Linked DNA regions of Pan troglodytes: region 1 is linked to region 2. The links are chromatin contacts, called in public Hi-C maps. All regions are on one chromosome and are shown on one strand. Each heading gives the region's core, a stretch centred on a gene start, on an enhancer-like site or on the middle of the called end of the contact. The rest is flanking DNA. Distances are from core to core; before and after follow the strand shown. Region 1 has its middle 200 kb from the start of COL4A1. Region 2 overlaps MYO16 (myosin XVI).

Evidence for each region. Hi-C and Micro-C count contacts between places; a contact is called where the count stands out from the background.
Region 1: a Hi-C map of stem cell-derived neural progenitor cells shows a contact between it and region 2, with 7 times the contacts expected there. The contact joins two enhancer-like sites. A contact is called at or near these places in 3 of 7 Hi-C or Micro-C datasets (blood, induced pluripotent stem cells and stem cell-derived neural progenitor cells).

The regions. Positions count from the first base shown.
Region 1 is chr14:115,726,024-115,730,800 of NHGRI_mPanTro3-v2.0_pri, forward strand. No RefSeq gene overlaps it. Among named protein-coding and RNA genes, the nearest start is that of COL4A1, 200 kb to the right of the region's middle. Within about 2 kb of position 1,863, at least 10 of the 24 cell types and tissues checked have an H3K27ac peak or open chromatin away from gene starts, as enhancers often do. A contact at or near this core is called in stem cell-derived neural progenitor cells, where this site is marked.
Region 2 is chr14:114,748,594-114,753,746 of NHGRI_mPanTro3-v2.0_pri, forward strand. All of the region lies in intron 32 of MYO16 (myosin XVI), which reads left to right. Among named protein-coding and RNA genes, the nearest start is that of IRS2, 650 kb to the right of the region's middle. Within about 2 kb of position 1,393, at least 1 of the 24 cell types and tissues checked has an H3K27ac peak or open chromatin away from gene starts, as enhancers often do. A contact at or near this core is called in stem cell-derived neural progenitor cells, where this site is marked.

The DNA of each region.
Region 1 (4,777 bases), core at 613-3,112, 980 kb after region 2:
AGCTCCTGTCAGCATCCTGGGGCGGCGGACAGGCTGGAACCTGTGGTCTCGGGATCAACCACCCTGGGAAGCAAAACGTACTTCCCGCCGTTCTCCACACTGAGGCGCCATTAACAAGGCCCTAGCAAGCAACTAGGCCTGGCTCGGGCAAGGCCGCCACTTCCGTAAGCTTTAGAGCCAAAGACAGCAGGTGCCCAAGGGAGGCACTGCACCAGTGTGAGAGTGTGAGTGTGCAACAGAACACACGTGTGTGAGTGTGTGACCGTGTGTGGGTTTGATTGTGAGCATGCTGTGATTGAGTGTGTGTAACATCATGTTAGGTATGGGCGAGTGTGCATGTGAGTGTCTACAAGCATGAGTGTGTCACAGAGTGTGTATGTGAATAAGTATAGGAGTGTGTGTGAGAATGTGTGTGCATGTGCAAGAGTGAGAGGGTGTGTGCCTGTGTGACTGCCTGTGTTGGGTGTGTGTATGGGCCTGTCTGTGTGTGTATGTATAAGTTTGTGAATAAGTGTGCATGTGTGTGGGTAGAGATGAGTGTGAATGTGTGTATATGTGTATGTGCATGAGGTTGTGTGAGCTGTGGATGTGCATTTATGAGTGTGGATGTGCAAGTATACACCTGTGTGCATGTATGAGTGTGTGTGTGAGTTTGTGAATAAGTGTGTGAGTGTTGATGTGGTTGTGTACATGTGAGTGTGTGTGTGTGGCTGTGGGGGTGTGTGTGTGTGTTTCTAAGTGAGTGTAGGAGTGCAAGTGTGGGCGGGCTCTGGCAAATGCATGGGAGCCTCAAGAGGCCCAGGAATGAGGCTGACCAGGCTGTGAGTGCACTTCCAGTAGGGATCCCTCCCAGCAGGGCCTGGATGCTGCAGCGGGCCTGCTCTGCCTGCTTTGTGTGGAGTGTGCTGCCACCCAGGGGAAGGCTCCTGGCTGACATGGCAAGTTGACATTGGTCTTGGGTGGTTTCTGTCTCTAGGCTCAGACAAGAAAAAGGACAGATAGGGTGCAGGGGCCAGGAGTCAGGGACTAGCCCCGGCAGAGAGAAGGGGAAAGCGCCAAGACCCCAGGCACAGGCTTCAGAAACACCCCTACTGGACCATCTATCCACATCAGTGGGACCTCTTCCCCATTTTCCCCCTTCCTGTAGTCTAAGGTGCTTGCTGGCTAAGGGTATTAGAGGACACCAGGAGAGAGGCGTGGCCTGTCTCCCTTATGTGTCCCTAAACTGATCCTTACTGGAGATAAGTCCCCAACAATGTCTTGAATTTCAGGAAGCTTCACTTTGTTGTGTTGTCTGATACTGCAATGCTACCCCGAGAAGCCTTGGAAATTCACATCACCATGCTCCTAAATACGCCTGGTTAACTGCTGGAGCCTTTTCATATGAAAAAGGAAACCCACTAACTGACGTTCCCACAAATCTCCTGGGTCCCTCAGGGTCTTTGAACTCTGCCTGAGAGACAGTTTCATCACCCTCTGGGACAACAAATTCATACATTTCTATCTTGCTCCAGTTCCAAGAAAATGGCATTGTGTCCTTTAAAATGCAGTCAATTCTAAAAGCACACTTCTCCTTGCCTCCTCAAAGAGTGCTCACAACAGTGACTGATAGTTCATTCTTCTTCGTCTTCTTTCTTTAAGACAGTTTGTTCAGACTTTTTACTTACGTGCTGCAATACAGATTTTAAGAGCTCATTAGCATGGTACAGCAGCTGCACCTTTACAGGATCATGATCCTAATACGGAAAAGGCAGTTTCTGCGGCGGAGCGGTGCCTTCTGCAGGGCCCTGGCAGCCCTTGATGCTCCCGCTGCTGAGCTGTCCTGCAGCCCGGCCATGCACGCCTCCGCCTTGTTCCTCCCCCTATGGAGACAGGCGGCTGAGTCAGGCCTGTCCTCCACGGAGGGATAAGCCTGCCATGCACTCCCAGAAGCTGCCAAGTCAACCCCCAGCCGTCTCTTTCCAAGCGCTAGCTACTCCATTCCCTTCCCTCTGTGGAGCTCTTATTTCCCTACTGTCTAACCAGTCAGACACCACGTGCCCTTCAGTCCCAAGCTGTCCGCTCTGATCCCTTCGTGGAGTCTTCCGATATAAATAAACTAAACAAGGGAAAACCCACAGGGAAGAAGAAAGTCTGCAGGTTGTTTTAGACTCCAAACAGATAGGGATTGAGCTTGAAAGAGGGGCAACTGTAAATACCAGATCTTCTTGTAGAGCGGCCAAGTAGATCTGGTATTGACAGGTGCCCCTCTTTCACCTGGTATTGACAGGCCCCCAATGGAAAATAGACATCATTGCATAGGCACTGATGAAACAGCACGCTTTGAAAAATAGCAAATAAAATCAGGCAAACTCTGCTGTTTTCAAAGTTAGAATCTCTTACTACAGAGTCTAGGATGGTCATATTAGCAGAATATTAGGCACAGTGGCTGATGCCTGTAATCCCAGCACTTTGGGAGGCCAAGGCAGGCAGATCACCCGAAGCCAGGAGTTCGAGACCAGCCTGGCCAACATAGTGAAACCCCATCTCTACTAAAACAAATATAAAAAATTAGTCAGGTGTGGTGGTGGGTGCCTGTAATCCCAGCTACTCGGGAGGCTGAGGCAGGAGAATCACCTGGACCTGGGAGGCGGAGGCTGCAGTGAGCTGAGATTTCGCCATTGCACTCCTGCCTGGGCAACAAGAGCAAAACTCCATTTCAAACAAACAAACAAACAATATTAGCAGAAGATTAACAGACTAAGAAGATAAGGCTGGCCAGGGTGGCGGGCTGGGTGGTGGTCTGGGTGATGGGCTGGGTGATGGGCTGCGTGGCGGGCTGCGTGGCAGGCTGGGTGGCGGGCTGCGTGGCGGGCTGCGTGGCGGGCTGGGTGATGGGCGGGGTGGTGGGCGGGGTGGCGGGCTGCGTGGCAGGCTGCGTGGCGGGCTGCGTGGCGGGCTGGGTGGCGGGACAGAACGGTGTCCCACGTGGCGCTTTCCCATCTCTGCTCACCCCCTTACCATCCCCTTGGCAGCTCTCCCAGATACCTTATCTAACAAAGACTGAGCCTTGTTCTTTTGGCTTAGGATTGACTTGGCGATGCGGGCTCTTTTTTGGTTCCATATGAACTTTAAAGTAGTTTTTTCCAATTCTGAGAAGAAAGTCATTGGTAGCTTGATGGGGATGGCATTGAATCTATAAATTACCTTGGGCAGTATGGCCATTTTCATGATATTGATTCTTCCTACCCATGAGCGTGGAATGTTCTTCCATTTGTTTGAATCCTCTTTCATTTCATTGAGCAGTGGTTTGTAGTTCTCCTTGAAGAGGTCCTTCACATCCCTTGTAAGTTGGATTCCTAGGTATTTTATTCTCTTTGAAGCAATTGTGAATGGAAGTTCACTCATGATTTGGCTCTCTGTTTGTCTGTTATTAGTGTATAGGAATGCTTGTGATTTTTGCACATTGATTTTGTATCCTGAGACTTTGCTTAAGTTGCTTATCAGCTTAAGGAGATTTTGGGCTGAGACAATGGGGTTTTCTAGATATGTCATGTCATCTGCAAACAGGGACAATTTGACTTCCTCTTTTCCTAATTGAATACCCTTTATTTCCTTCTCCTGCCTAATTGCCCTGGACAGAACTTCCAACACTGTGTTGAATAGGAGTGGTGAGAGAGGGCATCCCTGTCTTGTGCCAGTTTTCAAAGGGAATGCTTCCAGTTTTTGCCCATTCAGTATGATATTGGCTGTGAGTTTGTCATAGATAGCTCTTATTATTTTCAGATATGTCCCATGGATACCTAATTTATTGAGAGTTTTTAGCATGAAGGGTTGTTGAATTTTGTCAAAGGCCTTTCAACCCTTGTGGAAGTCAGTGTGGTGATTCCTCAGGGATCTAGAACTAGAAATACCATTTGACCCAGCCATCCCATTACTGGGTATATACCCAAAGGACTATAAATCATGCTGCTATAAAGACACATGCACAGTATGTTTACTGCAGCACTATTCACAATAGCAAAGACTTGGAACCAACCCAAATGTCCAACAATGATAAACTGGATTAAGAAAATGTGGCACATATACACCATGGAATACTATGCAGCCATAAAAATGATGAGTTCATGTCCTTTGTAGGGACATGGATGAAATTGGAAATCATCATTCTCAGTAAACTATCGCAAGAACAAAAAACCAAACACTGCATATTCTCACTCATAGATGGGAATTGAACAATGAGAACACATGGACACAGGAAGGGGAATATCACACTCTGGGGACTGTTGTGGGGTGCGGGGAGGGGGGAGGGATAGCTTTAGGAGATATACCTAATGCTAAATGACGAGTTAATGGGTGCAGCACACCAGCATGGCACATGTATACGTATGTAACTAACCTGCACATCGTGCACATGTACCCTAAAACTTAAAGTATAATAAAAAAAAAAAAAAAAAAAAAAAAAAGACCGAGTCCTCCAGCCCTAGTCACGCCCTCTGCTGACCGCAGCCCCCATCAACGCCTTGACTGCAACCTTGTGAAAAGCCCCGAGCCAGAGCCTTCCAGCCACGGCTCCTAAACTCTTGACCCATAAAAACTGAGAAGATAAATGGTTTTGTTTCAAAAACTAATAATAAATTAGAGACTCAGCATGTTGCTGTCCTTGAAAACTGTAGTATCTCCCTAATTTCCAAATCTCCAGATCTTCGTAGGCTGTGTTAGTTATCTGCTGCTGTATAATTAAACCACCACAAAATTTACCTGCTTCAGACAACCTACATTCATGACCTCACAGATT
Region 2 (5,153 bases), core at 143-2,642:
CATGTTCTCATGGGATAGTTCAGGCCATTCTTTTAGAATGTAGGAGAGGTTAAACATAAGCTATGGAAGGAAAAGCATTCAGTGCTGGTGCTCAACACTGGGGCTGGTTATATGACTATTAAAGTTTACGCAGTTTGATCCTGAGGTTAGTAATCCATTTTCTTCTGAATGAATTCAATGACTTTTATGGAATTTATTTCAAGTTTTAAATCTTTTACTTTACCTTCTTTATGCTTAAAGACATTTTTATTTTCACCATGAAATAGCTTTCTTACCAAATAATACAGTGTGTGGCTAATTTACCCTTCAGGGTTCTTAAATTAACTAAAGTTCATTTTTTGTTCAATTTTCATAGGAGAAAATATTGCACAAATTTTGCAGAAGGGTTCAAAATGTTCTCCTTGGCTGTTTGGAACAGTGACATCGAGGAGATTAAACTGCTCAGTAATTCACTACTTTAGTTATTTCTGGTTGAAATAAAATGTGCTATAATGTACAGTGAGTTGTGTATAGGAAGCAAGGTTGTTTCTTGCGTAATTCTACTCCATTACTATTCCATAGCCTTATATGTAGGATTTCACAAATTCTATGTTGCCCAAACCAGTTCATTTTCTATAGATTCTTGGATATGCAGTTTGAAGTATACAAAACCATGCAGATTCTAAGAGTGGTGGACACACATATAAGAAAGATATGATTGTGCAGATGATGGATGTGACTGCAGTCTGAGAAGAAATATTTGCAGCAAGGAATTGTAGTGCTTACTGTGCCAGGCATTGTCTGAATCATCTAATTCTCACAACACTATAAGGCATCTGCTCCACTTATCTCCATTTTACAGGTGGAAAAACTGGGGCACAGGGAGATTAATCTACTTGCTCAAAGCTGCTGTGCTCGTGCGGGACAGAGAATGACTTGAGTGCAGTAACTCTGTCTCTAGAGTCTCTTCCCCTAGCTACCTATGCAATGCTGCTCAGACAGCAAGAGAAAAAGAGACAGAAAAAAAAAAAGTCTTTTAAAATTAATATTTGTTCACTGAGGGGCAACGAGAAATAGTCATAAGAGTTTAGTTGAAGAGAATTTTCCCATAAACTCAAGAATGCCAAATGAACTTTATACTGATGATGGGTATGTATAATTCTGGGATACAGTGTCTAGGCTACTTGGCCCTTAAAATTAATATTGACTAAATGTTTAATTGTCTATTCCATTCTAGACATAAAGATCCCATTAATTCACAACATTTTTTTCCATCTCATGTGATGATGTGGCTAATGTTATTATGCTAATTATTTCTAGTTGCTTGGTTTCAAAAACTATGAGACCCGATTCAAATGGTGAATGAGAGTCCTTGGCTCCTTTTGGCCACTAGGGTGCTCCATTGCTCTGAATGGCATCTCAGCGTCTGGTTGAGTTTATCCAGAATAAAGTGAAATCACATGAGCATGTTATTCTCTACTCACTGAAAAAGATCAGGAAGACAGGGTCTTGACAAAAATGCAGTACATCTCAGAAATCTGGAGAAGAAAGTGGAAGACAGCCAGGCCAAATTAACGAAAATCAGACTCAAAATATTTTTTAAAAATTCAGTTTTATTACATTCTGATACAGTGCATCCTTAGCTTATAAGTTATAAACAGGTACTAAAAATGATGTCAACAAAAAAGCTGTAATGTACAGTATTTCTTTGCATATAGTAGGTGGCTATTAAATAGTTGTTTGAGGTAAAATTTACCTATAAAAGAGCAGTTTGACATACAAATCTATTTGATAGAACTAGCTCTTGTGGCATTTTTACTTAATAAGGATCACATAAGCTAAATGGAAGTCACTATTAATTTCAAATATTTTATTTGATTACATAAATATTCTGAATAAGAACATTATGAGTTTGGAGTGAGAGTATTTTATAAACAATTTTTTTACAATATACTTTTATTCCATAGGGCCATTTGTTTACAAAATAATTGTTTTTCAAGTTTTCCTTATGGAAAATTTCAAACATAGACAAAAGTATAAAGAGTAGATTAATGAACCTTCTCTGTGGCCCATCCTATTTCATCTCTACTCCTGCCCATTTCCCTCCTCTGGCACTGGATCATTTTTAAGTGCATCCCAATGTCAAATCAGCCAGGCATGGTGGTTCATGCCTATAATCCAAGCCCTTTGGGAGGTTGAGGTGGAAGGATCGCTTGAGCCCAGGTGTTCAGGACTAGCCCTGGCAAAGTAGCTAACCAGGCCTTGTCTCTACAAAAAAAAAATAATGATAATAAAATAGCCAGGCATGGTGGCATGCGCCTGCGGTCCCAGCTACTAGAGAGGCTGAGGTGGGCAGATCGCTTGAGCCTGGGAGGTGGAGGCTACAGTGGCCGTGGTTGCTCCACTACACTCCAGGTTAGACCACAGAGCAATACACTGCCCAGAAAGAAAGAAAGAAGAGAGAAAGAAAGAAAGAGAAAGAGAAAAAGAGAAAGAAAAAAAGAAAGAGAAAAAAGAAAACCAATGTCAAACCATTTAAATAATATATATTTAAATATTTATAAATATTTTATCATAGATGTTCTTTAGGAAGAAAAAAACATTTATTCTTAAGGCAGTTTAATAAGTATTCAAACCAATCAATCCATTTCAGTCTTCACGAGCATGAAGCTGCTATTCATGACAAAAGCCTGATTCTCGAAGCCAGGGCGTCATTTTTCACGACATAAACAAAATAATTCTTGGGCTAGCATTCCACCAAGCAATGTGACTCTGCAAATTTCTCCAAGGGAACACTTGCAGACAGCCCCTTCTACTACAGAAAAAAAAAAAAGATTCTAAATATTATATCAGGTAGAACTAACTATGAAAGATCAAAATTCAAAGACACGCAATTGCATCCTAAGTCAATATCATATGGGTTTCAGATGTTTCTATGCCAAATCAAGGGCAGTTACCCATTCATTGTTTAGCGACAAGATGCAAGATGCTTTATAATGACTCAAATGCCCCTGAATTACTCATGGAAACCTGGGATGTGCTCCAGGACGGTGTGTGCAAATTGCTATTCTCTGCTCCTGATGTTTGAAACAGAAGTTCCAACATTATCGTCATTTAATCTCTGACACATTGAAACGAGACTGAAGTATGAGACATTAGTCTGCCTTATGCAAATCTTGACATCCCATAATGGGATGCAGAGCTTAGCATCCCCCAGGCTTCTTGCCTATGTGCAGGTCTTGTAGTGTTTTATCCTGTCTGAAGCAGTTAAATCTTTTTCACTCCCCTTGATGATTTCTCCCCACGGTGATTTATTTGTGTGTGGGGAGTTGGGGGTGGGAGTGCTCATGAAAATTAGAAAAAGTGTGGAAGATAATTTACTGAGGTGCTCTTCTGCTGATGATCTGTGACTGTCTGAATTCTTGTCTCATACAAAGTGGGGCGCTCCTCTGCATTCCAGAACCATTTTAAATCAATGCATAATTTTCCTCATTTTCCAAACGAGTAAGTCCTTTGGGGAAACTAGATTAACACCCCCAGAGAAGGGGGGTCTCCATTTATCACTAAGTGGACATTAAGCAAGCAGGAGCTGTGTGAAGTTTCTTCCTTTGCCATGTTAATAGACCTGGGCTTGACAAGAAGAGAATATGTCTCTTTGGAAGAAAAGGATTTTTTTTCTAATTTCTTTGCCTCTCTGTAGTAGCCAAGAGTGCTTGTGCCTGAGACTTGCAGCTATATATTTCATTGTTTTTAATCCCCTAAATGTCTAGTAGAAATAATACTGTGTTCATCTACACTTCGAAATGAACTTTCAATGTTAATAAATGTATCAGTAACCAAATTTATCTATGTTAAGAGCCAAAGCTCTTTGTTCCCTATATTAATTAGAAATATATATTTTTAATGCCTAAGGATTTGTTGTGAATGTTTGTGACATTTTTCTCACAACTTGTAGCGCTTTCTCTATATAAATGCCCAATAATTCATACAGGGAAATTGTGCAAGCAGGAGGCCTATAAACCAGACTTGCATTAACTTGTGGAGCTAATTCCCTTATAGTCATCCAATAAGCATGTACTTAATGTAAGCACAGGGATTGCTACTGGAAATCCAAAACACTGATAAACAAATCTGGCATTGCCTCTGCCCTCTCACAGACCATATAAGAGACAGAAGGTGCATCCACTTTCAGTGAAAGAAATTCCAAAGAGGAGAGAATTTCTAACCTGAGGGCCATAAACCACTCGTGGATTCGTAGTTGAGCTCCAAGTGGCCCATGAGCCCCCATGGTATACATGCCACTTGTTTGGGCAGAGGCTTCATAAGCTTTATCGGATCCTCCCAAAATGTCAGTGACGTGGGAAAAGTGAGGAGCCGCTGCAGGAGATGTGCACACACGGCATTTTCTGCAGCCAGAAGAAGAAGGAGGTAAATGCCTGAGAGAATCTGAGGGCCTTGCAACCAGAGCTGGCAGAAGGGCAAGAGGAATATTAGAGGTGGATGATGGGTGGATGGAGCTCTCTAGATGCAGAAGTCAGGGTAATAGACACTGCAGGCCGATGGATGAATACAGGGTGAGACATGAAACTTCAGGGTGTGTGGTTCCTTTAGAATATAGCCATGCATTTTTGAGGAAGAAGGAGGAGAAAATGACTTTCCTTGCATGGAATCAGAGCCTGATAGGCTTTGTACCGGGAAGCTCCTTGTTAGCTTGATGACAAGGCTCTGAATTATCTCCATTGTTTCTCTTCTGTCACATAGGAATTCAGCATTAACTCTTAGGATCTTTCCTACAAAGTGCAAAGAGCCAGAGGAAGAAAATGAACAAAAACCATAGCAGCGCTTCTAGGTGCATACGTATAATGGGAAATACTCAGATATACACTGTGATGTGTTAATGGCATCCTGGTCATAATATAAACAGCTATTTGTAAGTGGCTCTCTCCTGTTGACCAAGCACATTGACGTCTCCTTTCTCCCCCTGGACCCTTGCGTCTCAGTGAGGCGGGTGAAGCAGGTGTTACCATCCCTATTTCTTAATGAGCTATCTGAGACTTTGAGGGATTAAGTGATTTTCCCATAATCACAAAAACTAATCAGTCTCAAAGTCAGGAATCAAACACATCTCCTTTCTCCAAACCCTGGATTCTTTCTATTATGTCCTTCATAGTCTC